Regions from separate parts of the Mus musculus genome. Here regions 1 and 2 are each linked to region 3. The links are chromatin contacts, called in public Hi-C maps. All regions are on one chromosome and are shown on one strand. Each heading gives the region's core, a stretch centred on a gene start, on an enhancer-like site or on the middle of the called end of the contact. The rest is flanking DNA. Distances are from core to core; before and after follow the strand shown. Region 1 has its middle 21 kb from the start of Gm36656. Region 2 has its middle 31 kb from the start of Gm36464. Region 3 has its middle 15 kb from the start of Gm30483.

The links. A called contact is a pair of places that touch in the nucleus more often than the background predicts.
Region 1: a Hi-C map of cerebellum shows a contact between it and region 3, with 3 times the contacts expected there. The contact joins two enhancer-like sites. A contact is called at or near these places in 2 of 484 Hi-C or Micro-C datasets (cerebellum and nephron progenitors), 3 of 115 datasets of contacts at active chromatin or transcription factors (embryonic basal ganglia, embryonic hindbrain and neural tube) and 1 of 9 other capture datasets (embryonic stem cells).
Region 2: a Hi-C map of muscle stem cells shows a contact between it and region 3, with 4 times the contacts expected there. The contact joins two enhancer-like sites. A contact is called at or near these places in 1 of 15 datasets of contacts at CTCF or cohesin (embryonic stem cells), 40 of 484 Hi-C or Micro-C datasets (the C2C12 cell line, cardiomyocytes, cerebellar granule neurons and 16 more) and 12 of 115 datasets of contacts at active chromatin or transcription factors (SST interneurons, astrocytes, craniofacial prominence and 9 more).

Annotation. Positions count from the first base shown.
Region 1 is chr7:36,891,778-36,894,477 of GRCm38.p6, forward strand. No RefSeq gene overlaps it. Among named protein-coding and RNA genes, the nearest start is that of Gm36656, 21 kb to the right of the region's middle. Within about 2 kb of position 1,409, at least 13 of the 459 cell types and tissues checked have an H3K27ac peak or open chromatin away from gene starts, as enhancers often do. A contact at or near this core is called in cerebellum, where this site is marked.
Region 2 is chr7:36,974,275-36,976,974 of GRCm38.p6, forward strand. No RefSeq gene overlaps it. Among named protein-coding and RNA genes, the nearest start is that of Gm36464, 31 kb to the left of the region's middle. Within about 2 kb of position 1,422, at least 11 of the 459 cell types and tissues checked have an H3K27ac peak or open chromatin away from gene starts, as enhancers often do. A contact at or near this core is called in muscle stem cells, where this site is marked.
Region 3 is chr7:37,341,798-37,344,497 of GRCm38.p6, forward strand. It overlaps a transcript of Zfp536 not described here. Among named protein-coding and RNA genes, the nearest start is that of Gm30483, 15 kb to the left of the region's middle. Within about 2 kb of position 1,389, at least 28 of the 459 cell types and tissues checked have an H3K27ac peak or open chromatin away from gene starts, as enhancers often do. A contact at or near this core is called in cerebellum and muscle stem cells, where this site is marked.

The DNA of each region.
Region 1 (2,700 bases), core at 159-2,658, 450 kb before region 3:
TGGGCTGTTTGCTGTTCAGTGACCTCTGCATCCTTAAGCTGGCACGGAGAACGGTCTCCCCTTGGCAAATTAATTCTGAGGTTCAGTAGATACAGAAAAGTCAGGGTCCATGTGTGGAGAGATGATATCAACACGCTTTCTCAAGGGAACTTCAGCAGTAAAATTGCACCTTCAGCCATTTGTGTGATGCAGACATGGAAGCCATGGTTCCTAGAAAGCAGACAACAAAGTAGAAGAATTAGGTCAGTGAGATGGCTCCATGGGTGAAGGAGCTTGCCACCAAGCTTGATGACTTGAGTTCGATCCTCAGGACTCATGCAGCAGAAGGAATCGACTCCTGTGAATTGTCCTGTGAGATATGTATATGTATATTATATACACACACATGCACTCACACACGCACACACACACACACACACACACACACACACACACACACACACACACATGCAGTAAAACATAATAAAAGTTTAAAACAAATATCCTGCCCATCTGTATGGCCTAAGCATCCCAGGAGGACCCAGTGGAAAAGAGGACTAAATGAGTTGGCTTCAAATATGTTAGAACACATCTGGTGTGTCTGCCCAATGGAGTGTAAACCATCTTGTCTGGTGGTATATTACAGTGAAATCTCATGAAAGCTCCCTTCCTCATAGATGGTGGTTGAATGGGAAAGGGAGGCACATACCTGGATGCCCACAGATACGAATGGATGCCAGGCACTGGCTTAGCCACGGTGATTATTCCCTGAAGCATCAATTGCCCATCAGCAGCAGTCAACACAAGGATTTAAGGATGCTGTCAATAGACAAGCAAGGTATTATAGGTGTCCATATCTTCTAAGGCTATGAGCATCACTCTGCCCACTCAGAGGTCCATGGAGCAATGTAGAAGGAGTCCTGTCCAGAGCCATGTAGCTACTTCATAGGGATGTTGAAAGGACCACTAAAGCTGGAAAGGAATCATGTTTTGCTTGTGAAAGTTTTCCAAATTAACCGGGTTCCGTTCACAGGAGTCCTCCCACCACGCTCAGCAAATGACTCAAAGCCTCCACGTGATTTCATCTGTGCAGACTCTAATCCACTTACTTAATGAAATACATAATTAACATATTATAATTGCAGTAAAGATGGTTTTGACAGAAATCATTTCCCGTATCTAATACCGTGGTAATTTAATCTGTTCCCCACTCCCTAACACGACCCTCTATGATTAAGTTTCATAAGAATTTTTTTGATTGATTGACTCATCTGACGGGCTGGGCTTTGCTAAAGCGGTGTCTGTCAGTTTCTGGAGCGGCATGTGAAGTCGTGGCAGATGGCTGCGGCGGGCTCTGTGCACGGTCTCCCTGTGTGGTCTCCTGTCTCTCGCTCCTTCTCTTCCCTTCCCCTGCCTCGAAAGGCCCTGGTAATCCACTCTGCCTGAGTGCCAGAACCGCATGTTGCTAGCTGCTGCTCTTGTGTTGTGGGGGCTGTTATTACAGGCAGGGAAGCTGGGACCTGCTTGGGTGGGCTGGTGGCAGGCACGAGATGTCTGTCTCCCTCCCACCTAGCTGGATCTTCTGTCCATTCCCACGTACTCTGGCTGCTGGAGGAGTGGGTGAATCCACTGTCCCATTCTCAGACAGACCCTGTATGTTGGCTGAAAGAGATGGCAAAGTTTTCCCCACTGTGTCCCACTGGTCTCTGTGGCTGGGATCTGCTTAGGGGCCTATGCAGAATCTACTGTCTGGTGAGGACTCAGCCCTATAAACCTCTCCTTTCTTGGCTTTTCCTCCATGCTGCATCCTCTGTCTTGATTGGAATGAGATTCGAGCTTTGTACATGGGATACTGTGTTCTATTACCTAAGCTTGAGTTACATCTAGACTATCTATCTTCTCTCTCTGTGTGTAATACCTATCTATCTATAATATCTATCTATCTATCTATCTATCTATCTATCTATCTATCTATCTATCTATCTATCTATCTATCGGAAACTAGGACTATGTATCTCAGGCTGGCTTCAAACTCACGGAGTAGCTCAGGTTCCCTTGAACTTGCGATGCCTCTCTGCAGTGTTCTGAGTACTAGGATGAGTGTCATGTGTCACCCTGCTGGTTCCCCAGTTCTCGTGAGAGGCCAACACACATTTTCCCAGAAAAAAAAAGGTAGACTCTACAGTAGGATGCTTCTGTGCTGATGAAGGGAGAGAGATTTTGGAAGTATCAGCTGTCCAGAGATGGTATAAAGATTTGAATCCTATGGAATTGTGTATGGGAAAGAAGATGTCCAAAATGTCTCTGAGGGCCGGGATTAGTCCCTTGAACACAGTCCAGTCAGCAATGGGGCACAAAGTTCTACAAAATGAGTTAGGAAAGAGTCAGCATGAGTCAGGACTTGCTGTTTTCTGACGCTCCCTCTAAGTTGCTGTCATGCGTTAAGCACCTCGCCTAGTCTATTCTGAGTACTTATGTGTTGAAATTTTGATCCTCGGTTCTATTGGTGAATCCAATCCTGGGTTTGGGGTGTTAATTAGGGGTCAGTGATACTGGATACTATCTCCTGCACAGGTAAAAAACCCAAACCCAAAACCAAAACAAAACCTTAACTCCAGTGGCTATTAGACATTTTTTCATTGCTGCAACCGATATCCATAGGAAGCAACTTAAAGGACTCACATTTAGAGACAAGGCTGAGGCTCATGGCAGAAAGGCGTA
Region 2 (2,700 bases), core at 172-2,671, 370 kb before region 3:
CAGTCTCCAGCAGCTTATCCCATGCAGGAGGGGAAGGAGGCAGCAGACAGACACAAGCCTATTACCCTAATGGAGTGGAGGCCTGAGTGGAGAAGGCTTACAGGGTGCCTTGTCCCCAGTCCTCAGGCCATCGAGACCATAGCATCTACACCAAAGCTTCCAAGACCAGCTGGGCATGGTAGCAGATCCACTTGAGAGGCAACCAAGGCCGATGGATCTCTGTATGTCTGAGGCCAGCCTGCTATATGCCTAGTCAGGGCCTACCCTTTAACCCCATCTCAAAAAAAAAAAAAAAAAAAAGGAAAAAAGGAGGGAGGGAGGAAGGAAGGAAGGATGGGAGGGAGAGAGGAAGGGAGGATGGAAAGGAGGAAGGGAGGGAAGGGGGAGGGAGAGAGGAGAGAGAGACAGAGACAGACAGAGACAGAGACAGACAGAGACAGAAAGGAAAAAGACCCTAATGCTGTCCCCAGCAGCTGAGACGCTCCCTGGTGGCGATTGTCTGAAGTTCACCTAGAGGCCTTTTCTAGAGTCACTTGTGAGGCATGAGTGGGAAACAGGAAGGATAAAGGACCTTAAGCATGATGAATCTGGGGCGCAGCCTACAAGAGGTGGCTAGACCAGTGCCCGTCTTAGGTTATTCCTTCCTCTCCTGCTGGCTTGGGAGGGCTAACAGGATCCCTACTTCCAGACCTCTTCATTTTCCAGGAAGGGAAGGGCAGCGCGTCCAGCAGCTCACACCTCCAGATAATAACAAAAGCCTGGGCCCTTTCCCAGTCACCTGACCGTACACGCAGCTTATTTCACTTATGGAACTGATTCTGTCACCATCTTCGCTGGTCCTGGAATTTAAGATCTTAATACTAATAATACTAATAAATATTTTTAATGAAAAGATAAAAGATACTAAGTTTATTTGATGATTTTTACAAGGTAAAAATATAGACTCTGATGTTTAAAATTATTAAGAGTTTTAAGACAGTAAAATCAGAGCTTTTACCAGCGAGATGTCACTGTAATTACAGAGCCATGTGTGGTGACAAGTCTCACACACATCCATGCAGTCATCCTGAAGAGACCTTTTTTCTGAGTAAACCCTTGTATACTCAGAACATCAAGTTGCATACCGCAAGTGCTCAATACATGCTGAAGAACAACGCCCCGCCCCCACCGCCCGCCCCGCCCCGCCCCGCCCCGCTGACCTGCCAGGATGGCATGCTCTGTCCCTTCCCAGAAACAAACAAAAACAAACACGACAAACAAAAAAAAGCAAAAATGAACAAAACCAATCAACCAAACAATCAAACAAATGCCAAAAACAAAACCCTGGAAGAAGAGGCTGAGCTGGTGAGGAGCCGGGAGTGTTTAGTTACTATCCCACCCCTAGAGAAGGGACAGATGACCTCTAGTGTTGGAAGTGATGAAGAGCTCCGTGGACCGAGGGTTTGGACAGGGGGAAAAGGGGGTATTTCAGGCACAGGCAACTAGGCAAAGGGGTGAAGCTATGGAGACTGCAATGCATTCTGGGACACACACTGTGGAACTGGAGTGTGGGGCATATACAGGACACAGAGGGAAGTTCTCAGGGCTCTCCGAGGTCCCTCCTTTCCTCTCTGGCTTGTGAAGACTTCCTTTAGCAACCTTCCAACAGAAGTGTGACAGCTGCTTGCTTAGTTCAGGGCAGGAGGGAATTCTTCTCCTCCATTCCCAGAATTTAAGCAAAGGCTTTGCCCCTAGGCCAGGGCAAGGATAGCATGCACATTTTTGCAATCCAGCACCAACAATGAGTTGGGTACTGGTCATTGTAGTTCAGAGATTCCAGGATTCTTTGTTCTGTCTGGGAAGGAAAGTGTGTAGGAGTCTCGGTCAGGGGTCAGTAAGCATCAAATAAGTAAGGTGCTTTGAAAGCAGCAGTACATGAATTTTTTCATCTCTAAACATCCCACAGTGATAAAGGCCATTTCCAATCTGATATCCTGAGAAGTGATGGGAACTAGGTACCAAACCTGACTAGAAGACCGTCCACTCTGGGTTTCAAGAAAGTATTTCTAGAAAACCAGTTTTGGAGTTCTGATGATGTTTCTTTTTGTCACCAACTCGGGGTGGGGTGGGTGGGGGGAGCCTGCGAGCACAACTTTCATTTCTTCTAGTAGCTGATTTCTAAAGAAAAACTGGCCAGACAGTGTCGAAGGACAGTGACTCATGGACAGGCCCTGTCATTGACTTCTCTCCTACGAGGTCAGCTCCCAGGATCCATTGTAGCTTGGCAAATGAGCCCTGGTGGATTCTCTGCTGGCAGCCACCGCACTGGATTATAGATGCTCAAGGGTGCCAGGCCATAAACTGGTTAAAATACATGGGCCATCATTAGTTCAAGAGTTCCCTCCTATTTTCCAGGAGAGTGCAGCATGCCAGAGGGCTGGCTTGCTGGTTGAATTTGGGTGGTCCATGGATTTAGCCCTCCACTTATTTATCCAAACACATTATCTATCCACCAATCTACATACGCATGCATGCATGCATCCAAACTCATCTATACACTTATCATCCAACTACAGACACACACACACACACACACACACACACCCATCCATCTAAACACTCATTCATCAGTCCATGTACATACACATATCCATACATACATACATACATGCACCACCACCACCCCATCTTTCTATTCAAACACACATACACCGTATTCCA
Region 3 (2,700 bases), core at 139-2,638:
TCTTATTCTGTTGCTTCCAGTCTTCCTGGCAGCCTTAAGTGTATTGTTACTCTCTTCAAAAAAAAGAAAAATACCATGTAAAATGTTACCAGCTTTCTATACACATAATAAAATCAATCTTTTGCTACAAGTCTGTTAAATGAAATAGCATGTCCCCAGGAAACACAAGAAGTGTCAGTGTCTGAAAAAAAATATATATATGTATATATATGAATAAAAGTAAAAAAAAGAAAAACCCAAAGGTCAGAATAAAATACAAAGCAGCTCCTGTAAAACTAAGAATAGATATGAATACTTGCATGCATTCTATATAGCATGTGTCCTCAAAATGCCCCACCAGAATGCATGCTGGAGTTCCGATCTGTGGCGTCTTTTAGGCGTTTGCGAAGCCTTCCTGATTCCCAAGATATAGACATTGCACCCATTGACAAGAAATAGACCTTTTGAATTGAGCTGATAAGTTGAAGTGAATATGGCCTTGGATTTCTACTAAAGAATAGGTTATTTATGAGGGATCTATCACCCCAAAGCCTGGTGGCTAAGAGCAAGCAACTAATAAACAGATATAGCCACTATTTTCCCTTTTATGTGGCAAAGGCTTTATCAACAGATCATATTTAAATAAATTGTGCAAACTAAATTCCCAGTTAAAGAACAAACATCTTCCCATGTCTAATGTGATGGACACGAGGCTGATTTGAAGCCACATGCCATCCAGGAAGAAGGGAGCCCCCTGGCATAGCCAGGACTGAAATCCATCAAAGTTCAGATTTGACTGTCTCCTTGAAAGCTGGACGTGGCGATTCGGCAATCTGCGATTTATTTAATTTTAATTAAATTTTGTTTCACATCCTGTTTTGCAAGTCAGCAAGATGGGTTTTGTTTGCCAAGAGGGGGAAATGACACAGAAGGAGAAACTCGCTGTCCAGGGCGGATCAGAGGTGTGAGGCTGGCGTTAGCGAGGCTGAAGCCTTTCTCGGGAACACAGGACTTTGTCTGCAGAGCCTGTCTGGCCCTCAGTATCGCAGCGCCGCTGTCTCCTCACTGAAGGGCCTATTTGTCTGCTTTAAGTGAGATCACTCAATTCTCAAAAGTCAGTGGAGGGCTGTGGAAGGGGGAGGGTTCGGATAGGCTACTCCAAATAAGTTCCATTAATCAAAAGACACAGTGTAATGTAACTAATATTTTACAATTAGGGAAGCCAAGATGCGACTAAAAGCCATCTATCTCTCTTATACCACATGATCATCGATTCATAATCGGAGACTGAGAGTTGCACAAAGATGCATTTACCCGGTGGGGGGAGCCGGGGGGAGGGCCGGCCTGAGCCGAGATAATGAACGTGGTGAGGGCTCACGGCGCTGAAGGCTGAGAAGAGATGACAGAGAGGCTCAATGCTGACGGATGACATGAAGACACTAGCAGATACCTGACAGCCCGCGGGAGCCTCTGCGCTCTTCCCCCCGCATTATGGTCCTCAATTATCCTGGTAAGGGACTAAGGGGGGCACGAGGAGGCCGGCTGAGCCCGTGGTCATCAGCTCTGGGCTGACTTACCACGCTGCCACTATGCGAGGGGAGCAATCCTGCGAACACCACTCTGAGGGGCTATAGCTTCCTTTACCAAGGCTTTCGGGCACATGGGGGGGGGGGACAACGGGGATGCCCAGTTCGCCATCTGTTTTGTAATAAAATTCCCAACTCTTCAAAGAGGCTCATTTTTTTCCTTTACTGCCACCTTCAGGGAAAAGGAAGAGTTGGTCCCCCCCCCAAAAAAAGAAAAGAAAAGAAAAAAGAAAGAAAGAAAGAAAAAGAAAAAGTGAAGAGTGGATTCCTGGGCATTGGGGGGTGGGGGGAGGCTGGTCTCTGTGAAATGAGTCCCTTAGGGACAGCTCAGACTCCTGAAGTGATCTTCTCAGAGCTCCCCCAGTGAATAACGTGGGGTGTGCCTGCCTTAGTCGGGATCTAATTGCAGGAGCTAAGAAACCGGAGTGTGCCGGGGAAGCAGGGGGGGGTGTGTGAGCTCAGAACCCCTCAGTGAGCAGAGGCTTGGGGGACAGTAATCACAGCAAAAAGCACAAACTTTCCCTGGCTTCTGCCTCAGCGCATGCGCGGCCACCTGCTGGGGGGGCCCCTGCGTTCCCACATAGGTTCAGATCCTGCCCCTTAGTTTCTTTGTAAAGACGCAGTTGGCCTCCTCGTGGAGAGAGTCCTCAGAACAAAGGAGAGTGGTGCTCCAGGAGCCGCAGAAACTTGGCATCTTAGAAAGAATGTTGAGGTGGCAGGGCAGGTGGCACGGTAGACGGGGATCCAGGCCTCAGGGAAGGCCAAGAGCCACAGTGGCGGCCCCACCGGGCACAGCGTCCAGCAACTTTTGCTGCCCTGGCGCAGGGCGCTATTTCTTTAAAATACAATACCACAGTGATGTATTTATGTAATAAAAATAAATCCATATTGAAGCTGGAGATCTGAGGAGCCATTTCTACAGCGTTTGTGGGACCGGGGGGCGGGGTGGTTGGTTTGGTTTGGTTTGGTTTTCAATCATTACGTGGCTAACAAATGTATCACTTCCCTGCCTGTCTCTTCCCTCTTTCCTGTCTATTTCAGAGTGCTCCCCATGCCCAGTCTGAAAAGAGACAGGCTGCAGAAAATGCCAGAATTCTGTGTGTATGAGCCTATACAATCTCACTCGGGACATACA